3 separate regions of the Mus musculus genome follow, and regions 2 and 3 are each linked to region 1. Evidence: chromatin contacts called from public Hi-C data. All regions are on one chromosome and are shown on one strand. Each heading gives the region's core, a stretch centred on a gene start, on an enhancer-like site or on the middle of the called end of the contact. The rest is flanking DNA. Distances are from core to core; before and after follow the strand shown. Region 1 holds the start of Kcnq5 (potassium voltage-gated channel, subfamily Q, member 5). Region 2 overlaps Kcnq5 (potassium voltage-gated channel, subfamily Q, member 5). Region 3 overlaps Kcnq5 (potassium voltage-gated channel, subfamily Q, member 5).

The links. A called contact is a pair of places that touch in the nucleus more often than the background predicts.
Region 2: a Hi-C map of the N1E-115 cell line shows a contact between it and region 1, with 10 times the contacts expected there. The contact joins the enhancer-like site here to the promoter of Kcnq5 in region 1. A contact is called at or near these places in 2 of 39 promoter capture datasets (the C10 cell line and hippocampal neurons), 1 of 15 datasets of contacts at CTCF or cohesin (pro-B cells), 2 of 484 Hi-C or Micro-C datasets (the N1E-115 cell line and cerebellar granule neurons), 3 of 115 datasets of contacts at active chromatin or transcription factors (craniofacial prominence, neural progenitor cells and trophoblast stem cells) and 1 of 9 other capture datasets (adipose tissue).
Region 3: a Hi-C map of Th2 cells shows a contact between it and region 1, with 2.5 times the contacts expected there. The contact joins the enhancer-like site here to the promoter of Kcnq5 in region 1. A contact is called at or near these places in 4 of 39 promoter capture datasets (the C10 cell line, hippocampal neurons and liver), 1 of 15 datasets of contacts at CTCF or cohesin (pro-B cells), 3 of 484 Hi-C or Micro-C datasets (Th1 cells, Th2 cells and cortical neurons), 3 of 115 datasets of contacts at active chromatin or transcription factors (Th17 cells, large pre-B cells and neural progenitor cells) and 2 of 9 other capture datasets (adipose tissue and liver).

The regions. Positions count from the first base shown.
Region 1 is chr1:21,960,212-21,963,439 of GRCm38.p6, reverse strand. Kcnq5 (potassium voltage-gated channel, subfamily Q, member 5) reads left to right here and starts at 1,498. Exons shown (of 14, transcript NM_023872.3): 1 at 1,498-2,259. The coding sequence starts at 1,859.
Region 2 is chr1:21,711,279-21,714,506 of GRCm38.p6, reverse strand. All of the region lies in intron 1 of Kcnq5 (potassium voltage-gated channel, subfamily Q, member 5), which reads left to right. Among named protein-coding and RNA genes, the nearest start is that of Kcnq5, 250 kb to the left of the region's middle. Within about 2 kb of position 1,591, at least 2 of the 459 cell types and tissues checked have an H3K27ac peak or open chromatin away from gene starts, as enhancers often do. A contact at or near this core is called in the N1E-115 cell line, where this site is marked.
Region 3 is chr1:21,779,514-21,782,741 of GRCm38.p6, reverse strand. The region is part of intron 1 of Kcnq5 (potassium voltage-gated channel, subfamily Q, member 5); the gene reads left to right. Among named protein-coding and RNA genes, the nearest start is that of Kcnq5, 180 kb to the left of the region's middle. Within about 2 kb of position 1,746, at least 16 of the 459 cell types and tissues checked have an H3K27ac peak or open chromatin away from gene starts, as enhancers often do. A contact at or near this core is called in Th1 cells, Th17 cells and Th2 cells, where this site is marked.

The sequences.
Region 1 (3,228 bases), core at 249-2,748:
CTAGGATTGGAGAGCTTATTCCAGGACATTCTCTTTGCATCTGCCTTGAATAGCAGGGCACGGAGCAACCTCTCTAGCACCTCCACGGTGTGTGGGTGTGAAGTGTATTAGAGGAAAGCAGGAGTGACTCTGAGTGTTGATGCTTGGCTCACACGTGGTACTGCTGCCAGCTGCACAGCGCTAGGGGTTAGTAGTGCCTACTGCCCAGAGGTTTGAAGGGAAACAAGGTCTTGCTGAGTAAGAACCAGGAAGAGGTCTTCACAAAACAATAACGATAAAAATAAAAGTAAAACTCTTAGCTGACGTTCTGACTGTAGAAAGCAGCTGTCTGTGGGCGTGGGTGTATGCACGGGGTGTATGTGTGGGTGTGTTGGTAGAGTATTATCTGCTATGGGTGAGACAACCAAGATAAGATTTTTGCCTTAGTGTTGGCTGGTATTCATGGAAGTGAAAAAAGGCTCAGGGATGGCCACTTTGCTACTGACTACCATGACTTTGTGTTGAAAGCATAGTTCAGTTGAACTTGGCGATTATTACTTTTTTTTTTTTAAATATTTGGGAGGAAGGCTGCTCTATTAGAAGGAGTTCCCAATCCTGGTGTCCTCTCAGTTTCCCCATCGCTGAATCTGTTGTTTAATTGCTAACAATATTTTTGAAAGGCGGAGTTCTGAGCCAGCAGCACCATAATCTCACTCTCATCCAAGAGAAGAGATGGGCTTTGGGGCGCCCATTTTCCAGAGGTGGTGGGGGATGCAGTCAGTGGTTCCCTTTTCTCTAACATTGTAAGTTACAGCATCCTGTCTGAGAGGCAGGTCCTGGACTCACTATCCTCCATGATCCCTCTCGAACTCCCTGGGGACGCCACAGTCGCGGCGGAGATTTAAGCAGTTTTATGACTTTCTTTCACTTACATGGAAATTTCTGGAAGGAGAGAAGTGGGCTCCTTTTCCCAGGCTGCTCTGTCAGGAGGAGCTCCCTCACCACGAAGGAGCTACTTTGGAGTTTTACGCCCTCCCCACACCCCACCCCTGGGGATGGGAAGGATGTTCTGCGACTCGCAGGCTTGTTGTCTGAGGCTAGGATGGAAAGTCACAGCCTGCAGGCTGGATTGAGTCGCGGGAAGCTGCTGGGTCCCTGCCTGGCTCTCTCCGGGTGTGTCCATTGAACTGCGGTGGGCTGGTCCCCAGCGCGGGAACCCAAGCGCCACTGCCAGAAGCTTAGCCCCCGCTGGCTCGCTCCTAGGCTAGCCAAAACCTGGAGGGTAGGACAGAACCTTTCCTGCCCACACCCATCACCCGAGGATGGCAGGACCAGGCGCGGCATAGCAGCGGGAGAAGCCCAGAGACCCGCTCGTCCAGTTTATTCAAGAGGCAGACTTCGCCCTCCGGACAGCTCCGAGTCCCAGGAAGAACCGAACCAAACTCATCCTGGGAGACCGACTTAGGGTCAAGCCGGTATTCTGCCGGGGTGCAGGGGACAGACAGACTCGAACCCTGCTGGGTGTGCACGCGTGCGAGCGTGCCTCCGGGCATCCCGCACACCCTCAGTCCCGTGTGCCGACACTCCTCGGGGAGGAGGGAGTGGCAGCCACCAGACTAAAGGAAAGCGAGGGACACCTCACAAAGTGACGCCCCCAACAGGTCCGGATTTGGAATTGGAAGCGGCAGAAATCCGGACCTCCCCGGGCCTGCTCCGCACACCCCGCCGCCCCCGCCCGGAGCCCCGACTCTAGGCTAGTCCGCCCCCCCGGGGCGCCCCGTCGGCTGCGGGTTTCCTCCTGCAGACCTGCCCGCGCACATGAAGCCGCTGCCCCCGCCGCAGGCGCCAGCGCCCCCCTCGCGGTGCCCGTGGTGATGCCATGCCCCGCCACCACGCGGGAGGAGAGGAGGGCGGTGCCGCCGGGCTCTGGGTGAGGAGCGGCGCGGCGGCGGCGGCAGGCGCGGGTGGGGGGCGCCCGGGCAGCGGCATGAAGGATGTGGAGTCCGGCCGCGGCAGGGTGCTGCTGAACTCGGCGGCCGCCAGGGGCGACGGCCTGCTGTTGCTCGGCACCCGCGCGGCGGCGCTCGGCGGAGGCGGCGGCGGCTTGAGAGAGAGCCGCCGGGGCAAGCAGGGGGCCCGAATGAGCCTGCTGGGGAAGCCGCTCTCCTACACCAGCAGCCAGAGCTGTCGGCGCAACGTCAAGTACCGGCGGGTGCAGAACTATCTGTACAACGTGCTGGAGCGACCCCGCGGCTGGGCGTTCGTCTACCACGCGTTCGTGTGAGTACCCGCGCCCCCACTTCCGACCCCGTGTGCCCCTAGCCATGCCCTCTGTTGGGGAGCCCCGGGGCGCACTTGGCGCCCGCGCCCTGGCCTTAGGCGCGGAAACGCGTGCGCGCTCACACGCAGAGCTACACACACGTGGTGGTTTTTATTTCTTTGCACGTGTTGCCATCGGCCCTCTGGAGCCCTCAATCTCTCTCGTCCCACCTCTCGCTCTGGTTCACATAGAGCCCTTTTGCCCCAAAGCACCCAAGGGACTAACGGGTCAGTTCCAGGTACCTGGGTGATTGAAGGCAGAAGCCGGACTTAGGCGACTCAGATAATCGGGAGCGATTAGGTCCTGATATGCGGAAAGTTAACTGAGTGGGGCGCCCAGGAGCTGGGGATAGCTCCGGGAGGTTGTGCACCATCCCGAGACTGGAGAGACTGGGAGGGCATGACCGGGTGGGATGGAGTGGCGAGGAGAAGGTTAAGAGTGGGTCCACAGTCAGCTCTGGGGTCAAGCAGAGGAAGCTGCTACGTGATGGAGAGAGAGAGAGACTAGGTTGTAAGCGCGCCCGGAAACACGCCTGGCCACCATCACAGCTGTCATCAACGGAAAATCTGTCAGTGCACGTAGTAGTCATTGCCACATAGAGGTGGTCAGAGTCTAGAGGGCTACCCAAGCTCTGTGGCAGGCAGTGCCAGCTGAAAGTGGAGAACTGGGGTTCAGGAACATGGCCAGAGGTGCTGTAGTGGAAATGCACAGGGGCCAGCTGTGACCTGAAGCAAGCAGTGTGTTTAGTTGACACTTATGGCGCCGAGATAAAGTGTGTGTGTGTGTGTGTGTGTGTGTGTGTGTGTGTGTGTGTGTGTGTGTGTTGACTAAGCCCTCACCATCTAGCAGAGTATGCGAGAATGAAAATGAGAAAATGGTTGGAAGCAAATGTTTATTTTTCCCTTAGGCATTAGAAAGCTTTCCGTGGC
Region 2 (3,228 bases), core at 342-2,841, 250 kb after region 1:
ACATTCTTTCCAGTAGAGAAGATATAATTTTCATTCTCAATAAACAGATTATAGTCATATAATTTTCCTATTCATGCTTTTCTCTACTGCTTTTACATTATACAAGCTAAATGAACACATGCCAATTTCCAGTGGTAACCACGTTAAAAGATTTAGCCCTATTCTCTTATCAGAGCTTGCAAAGTATGTTCTTTCTTTATTTGGATTAAATAATAATTAACATCATTTAGAATTAATTATGTTGCACCTGCCATGACATTGCCCCAGATTTCACAACAAAACAAGCCCAAACCTTAGATTCTGCTAGGCAAACCAGTTACGAAGTTAGCAGTCTGAGTGAGACTGCATTTGTTCTCATCAGAAAGGCTACTCTGGTCGAGTCCCCAAGCTTTTATGAGCAGGAAAAGATAGAAATGCTTGCAGGGTATTTCTGCTTCCAGATTGCAGGCGTGATTTATTACTGAGTGGAGTGGCCAGAACCATGGTTTTAACTGGCTTAGGAAAGCCAACCCGTCCTTTCTCCTTAATCATGTTAGTAGCTTTCTTAGCATTCAATTACATTTACAGGACTCTCAAAAGGAATAGTGTTTTACTACATTAAAAATAATAATAATTTCTTCCTAAGTAATGGGATGAGCTCAGGTCCTTCAGATGAGACACATATTAAAATAGCAATTAAGTAGACACATACACACATTTTTACATTTTTCTCAACCAACCCGTGTATATGTAGCTGTGTGTGCGTGTGTGTATATATATGTATATATGTCTGTATATGTATATATGTAGCTGTGGGTGCATGTGTGTGTGCATGTGTGTATATATATATATATATATGCATGATATCTGAATATGTACATATGCATTCGTTTGTGTATATATGTTTTTATATGTATACACATATCATTTAGAATTTTGTTGATATTAAGAGTTAATAAAAGAGAATATAACCATGATAATGAGCAGAGCTTAAAAATATATAGACCTTAAAGTCAGTCTTGGGATGAAAGCTACTTGTATGAAAATAAACCTAAATTCAAATGATATATTTAATGTATTAATTCTGACTAATATAATACTCTCAGAATTATAATCATAATTTATAATTTAAAATGAGAATACATAATACATAAGGACAGATATTCTAATACTATCAAAAATAATTTACCTCACTGTATTCTTCATAGAAAATAGAGGAATATCATGGTTTTTTCTTTCATAGAGAACAAATTATAAATCTTATTATCAAATTATTAGCAAAGGTAGATAGACACTGTGTTACTTATTTATTGAGGAAAATGTGATAAAGTGACCTCACTTATCTCTGCAGAAGAATAAAAGTATATCAAATACCTTAGAGTTAAAAGGGCAGGAAATTGTAGGCATAGTAAGAAATACTTTCATGAGCTTGGTAGACTAGCAGCCTAAGTATGAATTGTGAGTGATTTAATAATTGCACAAATGATACTTTTCCTAGGAAACTGATTTTCTTCTCAAATGATGAAATTACCAGAATCAAACCAGGAATGTCTGTTCATTCTCAAGTCTAATAGGAAGTGATTCCGTGGAAAGGAAATGAAGCAGCCAGCCTTGGGTCAGCTGAGTAATAACATTACCGAGTGGCCACATCACCTCTGTTTCACAGAGCTCCAGTGTGTCAGCCACCTTCTTTTTCACTGTGCTGAAGAACCTAAGTCTAGCCCACTAATGAGCAGGATGCAAAATCCCCCATATAATGCATCACACTCCTCTGAAGCATCTGTATTTAAAAGATTACTGGAAAAGGTAAATTGACTATATATATATATATATATATATATATATATATATATATATATATATATATGTAATAGAAAATCAATTTCCTACAAAAGAAGTGCTGTGCACACCTTATACAACCACCTTTAAATGCTGCTATGCACAATTCTTTTGGTTCTATTTCAAAAATAAAAATATTGAGGGAATCAGGTTTTGGAATTCCCTGGGAATCTCTTAGAATATCTTCACTGATAGAAAGTCTTGGATAGAGTTGAATTTCATCTTTATAAGTTCCGCCAAAGACACTGAGAACCATATTTTATGGGTGAATTATTTAAAGTGATATAGCTCAAAACTCCATGAAGAGCCCATTTCAAAAGAATCATTGTAAAGTCAGAAATGGCTATACAGCCTTGGTTTTGTGATATACATGTATATGTATATATATCACATATATTATGATTCTGCCACCACTATTAATTTAACCTAGTATTTTACTCAGTAATGTATGTTTTTTAAAGGTTTACCTTACCTTTCCTCAACCATTTTTTGTGATTATAATTATGCCAGTACTCACAGTAACTGTCAAATAGTATGCCAGTCTATGTGACAAGAAAAGAACACCCTCCACCTTATAATGACTTTTCCTTTATGTTTTGCAAGCATACATTAATTGTGCAAGGGGGGTGTATTTCTATGTTTGCATGCAGAATACCATGACCGTACTAGTTTTTGCTGAAGTATTTAAAGTACTTAAGTACTTGTTCCTGTTCTCTCCATGAATAAAATCATTGATCTCATTTCACTTTGGTTTTATTTCGGGGAAGATTTTTGTCCATATTGTAGTTTTCACTCCCAAATTTTACAGTTTACTTTCGCATTTTCTTGGAACAGCATGGTTCAGCCACTGTCTTCCCCCAAATCACTTCATTTTGTCCCTTTCTCTAGAAGAACTACCATGAATGTCAAGTTGCTCATATGTGAGGCATCATGGTATCTCCATCCGCAGGGTTTTTTTTTTTTTTTGTATTAAAGGAAAATTACGATTGTATAATTTTAATTGCTCAACAATCAAATTCATGGTTAACCTAAATGGAGAATATCTGAAGTTATGTCCAATTTACTATTTCTATTGGTCTCTTGGGTTCTGCAAGAGTATTTATTCAAGTAGTTTCTTGAGAGAGATATTAATCGATTAGGAAGAAAAATATAATGGATAATATTATAGTCATCTATGTGCTTATTGGCCACAAAGAATTTTCAACTTTTTGGTGCAACTGAGAATTTTTAACAAAGGAAATATCTCAGGTGAAATGTTAAGTCTTATGTTTACTTCTCTTCTGTATAATTCTTTTGAACTTTACACTATGTCTATGATTACACAACTATTTAGGAATCATCTGTCCTGATGTTCTTCTTCTCTAAACAGCATAAGTTATTCTCTGTGACTTACTCTTTCATGTGATCTAT
Region 3 (3,228 bases), core at 497-2,996, 180 kb after region 1:
TGCCATGATCAATGTTAGAACCAGGGACATGATATTAAATTCTAATTTTTGTATAACTTGCATCCATTCACCCACAATTAGTATCTGCTTTCATTTTCATAACCTTATTAATTCTCTCTCTCTCTCTCTCTCTCTCTCTCTCTCTCTCTCTCTCTCCCTCCCCCCCCCCCTCTCTCTCGATCAATTTTTATTTTAAGCCTAGTTGTTCAGTTGTGTGGTACACACGAGTATCTGGGTGCTACCTCTGCCCTTTGTCTTGTCATTAATTAACAAGGTGGAAAGGACCCTCAGCAGTAAAAATCACGATGACTATAAGAGGAACTTTTTCTCATTTGTTTCTGTGTGTGTTCTTTTCAAGAATGTTCTTACTTTTGAGTTTTAGGTGGAAGGAAATTTGACAGAATAGAACCCTTAATTGGAGTTTTTAAGTAGGAACCAATTTAGTGTGCTGTTCATAATTTCACATCAATTTGCACACAGGGTTTTTTCAAGTGAATTCAGGAAACAAATCAAATATCTGTCAGGGAAGTGTTTGTGGAAAAGGGGAGAAGTGGACCATTGGGAGGAAGTAAAGGATTCAATTTAGTGTCATGAATTTTAAAACGCATGCAATGCCTGGAGTTCTAATGCAAAACATAATTAGACAAATGTTTAAATCATCATCATCGTTGTTGTCATGTCATCATCATCATCAGTGATGGTGTGTTTGTGAGTGTGTATAAATTTATACACATGCCAAAATGGGTCAGACGATAACTTTTATGGATCAGTTCTCGCCTTCCATTTTGTTTTGAGGCAGAGTCTTTCTTGAAGGTCTGTGTACTCCACTCAGCTGCCTCCTAGAGTCAGGAGATTCTCCTTTCTCTGCCTCACATCACATGCTAGGGGTCCTTGCATTATAAATGCACGCTGCTGCATCTGACTTTTTGCAGGGACTCGAGGACTCAAACTCAGGTGGTCTGGATTTCATGCCTAACACATTTGCCCACTGAGCCATCTCAACTGCCCTTGAACTGCTTTTGTTTCCCAAGGAGCATACAGGGCCTGTCAGGTGACAAAGGGCATGCTTGTGGGACTCTAAACCCCAAGCCAGTCCACCATGCACCTGGCATGTGCATGTTTTGGTCTCCCTGGAAGAGATCAAAAATGAACAGATACTACAAGGATTAAAAGCACACTTTCATAAACACCACGGGAGAGATGTGCGATTTGATGAGCCAACAAAGAAGGGGAAAAGCAGTCAGTCAGACTCAGGTTTCTTTGGCCTTGTGGGCAGAGAAGACTCAAGCAAAGGCTGTGGTGTAGGACTATTCAAGAAATGTGGGAAACTTTGCATGCAGTTTAGTTTGATAAAAGGAAGTGGTGAGAAGACACTGAAGAGCTGATCAGCCGTTTGAGTAAAGCTTCATGAGGACACAATAATTAAAATGGATCAGCAAATTTAATGATGGATGCTATTAATGGGAGTGTTGAACCATTTGGCAATGAGCTGAGAAATTGGAAATCTAGTGCGAGAGACAAAATTGATATGCCTCATTCTGGTACCATTAGCACTGCCAGGTGGCCAAGAGAGAAGGGTTGGATTGACAGGAAGATGTGGAGTTTAACTAGGGACGTGTTATGTTGAAAGTGCAGGCAGGATCTTCAGCATTAGAATTCGTGACAGCCTCTTGGTGGAGAGAGCATTCACACACAGGAGATGACTAAAGCCTTGAAATCACTGCAAGGGGAAGTCTTTGATGACTGAGGGTTAAAGTCATTTCCTTGAACATCTCCCTTACAAACCAAGACCACACAGTGAACAGGCAGAGATGAGGTGAATATGCCGAAGTACGGCATTGGGGGAGGGGAGAGAAACTGTTAAAATGGAAAGACTATGCAAAACCGTCAATGTCACAAATACACTTGGAGCCTGAGGAGCAATGACAAATTTGGAAGCTAAAATGAAACTGTGTAACCTTTGCTGAGACCAGAACAGGATCAAGAATCAAAGACATGCTGTAATAGATTACAGAGGGAACATGGAGTGAACAAAGAAAAGTGACAGCCAGAGCACATTTTAATCATCATGTTGGGCAGCAAGAAGAATGAGAAGAATTATCTTAATTGTAAAATTCTCTTACAAGTGGACAACTTCACTTTGCGGTTTAAGAAAACAGTGGGTTTTAGGTAGTACTGTAAGAACCGGGCACTTCAACAGGCTGGCAGTGGCCAGAGAGGCTGCAGTGCATGCCAGGGGAGTAAGCTGAAAAACAGGAGTGAGAAGCAGGACCTCGCTAGGCAAACGGGCAAACACGACATCAAGGACATAATTAAATTGTCCAAGCTCTATAAAACCTTTGACATATTCAGCCTACTGTAGCCATCTGCATGGTCTCCAAACAGCTCAGAAACAGTTTTCAGGAGAATCCCAGGGGTGGTAAGTCTTTTTACGATGTTGCTTTGTGAGGTTGGCCGGTCTTTTCAGTGGTGAATTACCTTATATCTGTCATCATTGTCTTGGTGATATCGGAGAAATGGACCAAGGATGGTCTCTATAAGAGTTCCTGCTAAGAAAGAATCCACACTCTCACAGTGCCTTCAGAGAGGAGTGAAATCGAATCTCCCTACAACATCCCTTACGTAATACCAATAGGAATTGGGTACCGACATCTCACGGGCCTCAGAGATACAGAATAATAGTTATTCTATTGTCCAGTTTCTTCTAGTGTGTTTATGTGTATATCTAATCACTAATATCAGTTACACTTAAAAAAGTATCTGTATTTCCACATACAGGAACAGATATATATGATTTTATCTTGGAAATAAAATTGTATTCAAATGCTATACAACAAAATTTTTATTGTATTATCACAAATAATAGTTAAGTGATGAAAAGGTATCTTCCCACTTACTTGAATCAAACTGAAAAATTCTAGTTTAATAATGACACACTTATTTTTTTTTAAACTCATCAAGGGACTAGTGTAATGGCTCAGTGGGTCAAAGCGCTTGCCACAAAGCCCATCTGCCTGAATTTGATCTCTAGAACCAACATGGTGGCAAGAAAGTGTCAACTCTAGAAACTTGTCCTCTGGCTTCTACATGGGTGTGAGCATATCCCTCTGTGTCTCTCCCTCCTCACACTCATGTGCACATACTCTCTCTCTCTCTCTCTCTCTCTCTCTCTCTCTCTCTCTCTCTCTTTCTCTCTGCCTCTCTCTCTCTCTCTCTCTCTCTCTCTCT